2 separate regions of the Larimichthys crocea genome follow, and region 2 is linked to region 1. A link is a contact called in public Hi-C data. All regions are on one chromosome and are shown on one strand. Each heading gives the region's core, a stretch centred on a gene start, on an enhancer-like site or on the middle of the called end of the contact. The rest is flanking DNA. Distances are from core to core; before and after follow the strand shown. Region 1 holds the start of LOC104934385 (interleukin-31 receptor subunit alpha). Region 2 holds the start of cnr1 (cannabinoid receptor 1).

Region 1 (3,513 bases), core at 437-2,936:
TTCCAGTCATTAATTCCATTAAATATGTTTAGTATCGAGGATAAAGTAGATTCAACTGACATTTATTTACTCAGAGTCAACTCTTTATTCGCTTTACTTTGCAGATGACGCACAGAGCATTGGCCTCAATAAACTGTTGTGTCTGTGGTCTGTGGGTTTTTTTTTTTTGTTTTGTTTTTGTCAAAACCTCTGCAGCTAAAGTTGGAACCCAACATTTAGGAGAGATTTTCTGCTGCTTTCCAGTAGAGTAATTTCACAATTATATATTTATATGTCTCTTTTGACTTTGTTTCAAAAATGTGTTTTAACTTACAAACACTACCAGAAAAAAATACCACAGAGAAAAAGTTGAACATTTAAGGTACACCTAAAACACTTTAACTGTACGGTTTGAGCTGTTTGACCATACAGATATTTAAAATATATGTATATATATAATAAATCTAATAAAAAAAGGATCACCTGGGAAGTGAAATAGTACAAAAAATAATGTATAAAGCTGTTGTGGACGTGCCATTGCAGTAGAGATGTTCTGACTTCTAAGGCATTCAGTCAGTCAGTTGAAGCTTTAGCTCTTAGCTGTGGTGTCATTTAGTGTTGTGTTGTAAACTGATGGGCTCATTGTATGTGGTTACGCACTGGACTAGAAGATCGCACAGTATCACTTGTTCCTTTGGTCCGAACCCTTCTTCTAAGTCTCTTCTAAGACTCTTCTAAACATCTGAGTGGAAAAAAATGTTCTGTCTGTTGCATGACTTCCTAATCCAAACACAAATCTGGTATCTAGAAATGACATATCCTTGAGCATTTGCACAACATGAACCAAATTTCTAGACTTCTTTTTATAGTGGTGGAACTTACTAGTACACAATATGGCATGTCCAGTTCCTGAGATACGAAATACACTACTACAATACATTGTATATCTTTTATCTTTTATTTATACCTTTAATCAACACTTACTTCTGTGACTCAAACATGAGAGTCAACAAATTGGGCTAGTTTGGAAGCTTAATTGGAGCTTATGTTGTTGTTCTGATTGAAGCTTACTTGTTTTCTGTTGGGCTCTTCTGTGGTGGAGCTATGATACATTTTAATTTTAATTTTAATAACATTTAGTGTCGGACTGTTTAATCTACAACAACAACAACAACAATAATAATAATAATAATGTAAAATGCTGATTGGATGAAGGGATTATTTTAATTTGGTTTCTACCAAAATTGCAATTATTTCCATTTTTAGCAGCCCGCACTGACATCAGATTATGAAACTAAAACAAAACGAGCATTTCCCAGAAGTTCAGAATCCGACAGTCAGCAGCTCTGCCTTTTAACACAACGCTTCACCTAACAGAAGTAATATAAAATAATATAAAAGGTTTACTTACGTTTACATGCAGAGGGGATTATAATTAGGATGAAAAGAGCGAGGGAGGAATACATGTCTTTCGTCGCAGTGCGAGAGCTCAAATAAATATCCCCTTAAAATGCATGTGGAGCTGTGGGAATGTATCCAAACGCGCAAAGGAGATGAATTAAACCTGCCCTCACTGTGTCTGTCTTGGCAGACGGCACCCTAAACTGCACCGCATGTTTTCCACTAACTGTTTCAGCCATCAAGTAACAGGAACTGAAGCAAACCCTGAAATAAACGGGAGGTATTACTCAATCCAGCTGGAAACACAACGTCTTAAGAGGAAGTGAAGTAAAGTTGTGGACAGTGTGAAGGTTCAGCCCTTGGTGCGGAAGCCAAAGGTTCGAGTCCGACCTGTGGCTCTTTCCACACACACACACACACACACACACACACATATATATATAGATATATATAGTATGTATATATAGATATATTAGTATATATATTAATATGATCATATGATACATATATAGACACTGAGTATACACACATATATAGGCAGGCGAACTAACTAAATAAATAATGGTTACAGATTATATAATAATATAATTGTTATATGTACTATTCTGTTATTATTGAGTTTGCTCTTAAAAATATGAACATCATCTGCTCAGGTCTTCCAGATGTGGACCACAGTAAAAAAAAAAGACACCTCACTGTGGGGGTTTTGTTCTGACTTTAGATGTAATTAAAAAGGCCACAAGCAGAAGGCTTGAGGGTCCTAGAGGGTTTGTAGGTTAACAGGTGGGAGCAAGACCATTATCAGCTTTATAAACCAATAAAAGGATCTTTAAAAAAAAAAAAAAGATCCTCTCTTTCTGGTTGGTCAGCAGACGAGCAGCTGAGTTTTGGAGTAACTGTAACTGAGCTAAATTATACTTAAAGAGACCGGAAAGTTGAGTATTACAGTAGCAGTAAGTTCTGCAGAGATAAATATGTGCATTAGTGTCTCTGTGTTGGTTTGAGAGATGAACTAAAGTACAGTATTGATTAAATGTAATGACTTCCACCACTGCGAAAGAGAAAGTGTAGATGAAAAGGATTATAACATCATACAACATGTCAGACTTGTTTCATGTACATAAATCTCCCATCCTGCAATTATAATCAAGTACGGTTGGTTCTGTTTATGCATGCAAAACCAATACAAAGAGGAAGACGGTGTGCACAAACCACAGGCACAAATTCATGCAAAGTACCCCTGAACCATGCACCAGGCAGTGGTCACCTGTATAACAATGTAAAGACTGGAGGGGAAATGTATTTCTGGCTACTTATTAATAATTAGTAATGAGGATCCCCATCAACTGATGCTTCAGCTGCTGCTGCCAGTCTTCACTGAATGTGACAACTTTACTTAAACTTACCTGAGGCCTGCAGGAGAGATTGTGCCTGACCCCTCAAACTCTGGACACAAACTTTGCGAGGCACTTGACCAAAATCTCACGCCACAACACTGACACTGGCTCTCAGCCTACTCCCCACAGACCTTACACATCACATTAACATGAAGTCCACTGACTCTGTGCATTACATTAACAAACACTGTTTATTTAACAACTTTTGGACGAAATATAAATGATTTTTGCATCTTGTTGCACAAACTGTTCAGCTCTTTTATTTTAAAAACATATTGTACATATATTTATATCTTGTTTTTACCGTTTTTACTTAATATTTGTTATGCACTAAAAAAAATCCAAAGTCAAACACTTGCTTATAATAAGTCTCAGATTCTAATATTAGACTAGCTGCCCTACTTTTGTGTTCACATAGCGCCACCTAGTGCTTAATAGGCTAAACGTTGCCGGTTATGAAAATATATCTGAGGAGACAAATAGTTTACACTTCAAGAAAAAATATCTATTTAAATATCCCGCATAGTTTATCGCATTTAAACACAATTTAAAAAAGGAAAAGATTAGTTTATAAACAGGTGTAACGCTACATTTGGTATACCGTGTAATATAGTGCGGATACCCCGGAAGTAGTTCCAGAGCGTCTGGCAGTTGACGTTGCTAGTGATCGTTTAATTGTTTAATTATCGTTTAATTTAAGTCGTATGTAGTTAATTTTTTACAGATATAATAATAA
Region 2 (3,656 bases), core at 273-2,772, 130 kb before region 1:
CCAGCTGCTGGCTGGGAGTCAGGATCATGAAACACTCCATGTCCATAAAGTTCTCCCCACATTGTATAGTGTTAGTCTCATCTCTGAAGGTGCTCCTGTTGCCAAACAAGTCTGTGGCATTGGTGGGGAAGAAGGGGATGCCTTTGAGGATGAGGTCCTCGTCTGGGGGTACTTTGTCTGGGAAGGAGTTGCTGCGGAAAGCAGATAGAGGCTTCTGCAGAGAGAAACCCGCCTTGAAGTCTGCATCATTCAGGGGGTCGTCATAGTTTGCATCGTTGGAGCCCAGATACTGTAAACCAGATGTAATAGTCCGGAAGGTGGTGTCCGCCACACCGTCAAGCACAGATTTCATGGCTGTGTCTGAGGGTACAACGGCAGTCTAAGACACCTGGACAACCTACGAAAATAACGACAAAGACATGTTGGTTTGGAAAAGTGTCTGCAGCAGTGCGAACATTTCAAAATGCAAATATTTCGATTGATTTTATTCCTTATTCCAAAAACCACACCTGACCTCTGTGAGCTGGTGTACTTATAAATACTGTATCGTGCAACATGCAAATATCAACACATAGAAATTGATTCACCACCGAACGCTTACTTTTCGAGTAAACCTACTTATAGAAACCAGAAACATGAAGCCGCAAATAAAAACGCCTCTCTTTTCTATGAGGTGCAGAAGCATTTACAATTTATTAAGACCTCTACTGCAAAACAAAAACAGACACTAATTGTAATTAAATCAATATATACAGAACATGCATGATCAAATTTCTGATCAAAAACAGTAAACAGGTATATAAAAAAAAAAGAATGATGATTGCCATTACATAATTCAAATACATGCAGAATTAGTTTTTTTAATATTAGTCTATTTAGAAAGTCTAATAGTCTGCAGGAGTGTAGGTTTATCGTTAATCTGGTGTGAAAAAAATTAAAAAACAAAACAAAATAACGCAAAGATGCATTCAGGAATCCGCACAATGAAAAAAAAAGAAGTCTTACTCCATGCTTGGACAAACAGCACACATAATTTAAAGTATTAATATAAACAGTGAAATGATTTAAAGCCGTTTAAAAGAAGAAAAGTGCATCTTTACCTTACATAATTTTTCCAAGTGCGCAGAATCGCCCTTTATCACCGCGCGTTAATCCAAGTCACAAGTGCATCATCCAACCAACACAGATCTTACATAAAAGGAGAGACAACCAGCGTGTATGGGTTAAAATAAAACCACCATGAGAGTCATAATTATTAGTTTCTTTTCTCAAGTTCTACGTGTAAGTTTTTTCAAATGTCTGTAGAAGTGTTCTTGGAGTGCGCTCCAGCTTTGTGGAGACAGGTTGCCGCTGCTGCTGCTGCTGCTTGCTTCTTGCTGCTGCTGGCTCCAGCGTCTCTCTCCACTCGTTTTCTCCGAGTCTCCACACTTATGAAGCGTCGCTCCTACAAGCCCTGTCACGTGTTTCCATATAGCTTTCTCTGCCCAACCCATGAAGCTGCCCAAGCTGCGCACCGCACAGGAACAACGGAGACGACAGTGGTGGTGGTGGAGGCTTATAAAAAGGATCTGGATTTTGAATTCCCAAAGCTCCTCTGAGCCAAAGAGCCAGTGATCAACACGGCACAAACCACACGCAAAGATAAGCTTTGATTAACCATCTTATCTCCTCAGTTCATGAGGTAATTTGCAGGCACATAAAGCTGCATTTTCTCTTATGGTAACTTTTAATTGGAGTAGACAATCACACGCAGATAGAGAGGCTCCAGACATTCATTGACAGTCAGTGCATGTCTGTTTATTGTGTGAATAATTAACCAAAATTGAGATTCTCAGAGAACTGGGAGCAGGTTTCATCATTTTGATGTAGATGATGTGGGCTGAGTCATCCTCACATGTATTAGCTCTTTCATGCTCTTTGTATTTACTCATCCAAAACAACTATTTTCAATCAGAGAGTCGCTGATTGTGTGCTGGATGAAAATACAAAAGAAATACCGGAGACATATTCAGTATGGCACTACTCAGGATAGACCAGCTGAACACAATCATATTTCAAGGCAAAACCTTTATTTATATGGCATTTTAAGGGAATCTATACAGAATAAAGTAGTATTACAGTAAAACACAATCATATTTAATAGCAAAACCTTTAACTTATACGGTATTATGGTATTTTCACGTCAATTAAACAGCAAAACAGCTTTTTTTTATTAAAAAAAAAAACTTGGAATATGAAATAAATGAGAAATCAGCAGTACTAATACCCTTTTACCTTAATATTAGAAAAAGTTATATTACAGTAAAATTCTGGCAACAACTGACAGTTTTTTACCGTAAAAACAGCTGTTTTTTTGAAGTCATATTTCACGGCAAAACATTTCTTTATACAACAGGTCATTTAAGGTAATTTATACAGAATAAAGACAGACTGTACTGTAATATGTAATGGCAACGCTGACCTTAAATGTGAAATCAACAGGATTAATATCCTTTTACCATAATATTAGAAGAAGTCATACCGTATTTATTATGGTAAAATTCTGGCAGCTGCGTTTTTTTACGGTAAAATGTTTTTTTTTTTTACAATGATCAAGAGTTTCAATCAGATCATACACCACCACAAATGAACACGCCAAATCCTAATAAGAATCACAATAACAAATGTTGCCTTTGCACACTTCATAATAAAAACGAGTCAATTCACTGATTAAAAATAATCTAATTTCCATTTTTTTCATTTGGCCATACAAATGTTTCAATGCAATTTTCTTTTTTTTCTGTCCCACACAATGGCAAAATCAGTGGTCCAGGCCAAGAAGGCAGGAGTTGAGTGGCTGCAGTGTGATAGATTAAATCACAATAGAAGCATTAATGTGACATTTTGCAGCCACGGAGCATGAAAACCTTGTGCCACTTGGGGGACCGAAATGAGGCTATCATCATCACGGATAATTATTAATTTCACTCAGCCATGGCTGCTGTCTGAAATGAATTCACAAAAATGAGACATTTACGGTCAGGAAATGACAGAAATGTCTAAAAACATGGATGTTTAATGTGTGTTTTGGATAAACTGACACTGGCAGCGTGTCAGTGTAAGCAGCTGAGTTGCTTGTAAATCTTAAGCTGATTCTCATCAATCTTTGGGCAAACTGAAAAGAGAACACATTATTTACTGTTTTGATCTGCTGGACTAGATAGAGATCAAAGCTGAGCTCCGCTCGGCGATTCAAACCTGAGAGCGGCACGAAATAAAAGCCCTCTTCCTCGCTGCTAACTGATTAGCTGTGGCAGAATAACTGGCAGATAAATCCCTTGTTCTTGGAAACATCAAAGGACTGACAGGAGAAAAACACTGGTTCACTTCCTCTACTCAGGGTTTCTCCGATTCTACGGAGTCTTGAGGTAATCATCTTCCAGTATCCAGCTTCTTAAACCCAGGAGGAAAAACATCACCCTCGGATGCACTTTGACTGTCAGAGAGCATCCAACTGTGATGTTTCACTGCATTCCCGGAGTAATGTTTTGATCATGTGTTGTTTCACTGTTTATCTTCAATGTTCTGACTTTTGTATTCCTACATTTCTGCCAACGATATCTGCGGAAAAGGTCATGAAGTTGTTTCATGCAATAAGCCTTAGGAAAGGCAGTGTC

Evidence for each region. A called contact is a pair of places that touch in the nucleus more often than the background predicts.
Region 2: a contact with region 1 is called in a Hi-C map of muscle, with 4 times the contacts expected there. The contact joins the promoter of cnr1 here to the promoter of LOC104934385 in region 1. A contact is called at or near these places in 2 of 7 Hi-C or Micro-C datasets (both in muscle).

What each region holds. Positions count from the first base shown.
Region 1 is chrXI:5,045,114-5,048,626 of L_crocea_2.0, reverse strand. LOC104934385 (interleukin-31 receptor subunit alpha) reads right to left here and starts at 1,686. Exons shown (of 16, transcript XM_010750033.3): 1 at 1,391-1,686. The coding sequence starts at 1,445.
Region 2 is chrXI:5,176,843-5,180,498 of L_crocea_2.0, reverse strand. cnr1 (cannabinoid receptor 1) reads right to left here and starts at 1,522. Exons shown (of 2, transcript XM_019263275.2): 1 at 1,106-1,522; 2 at 1-397. The coding sequence starts at 352.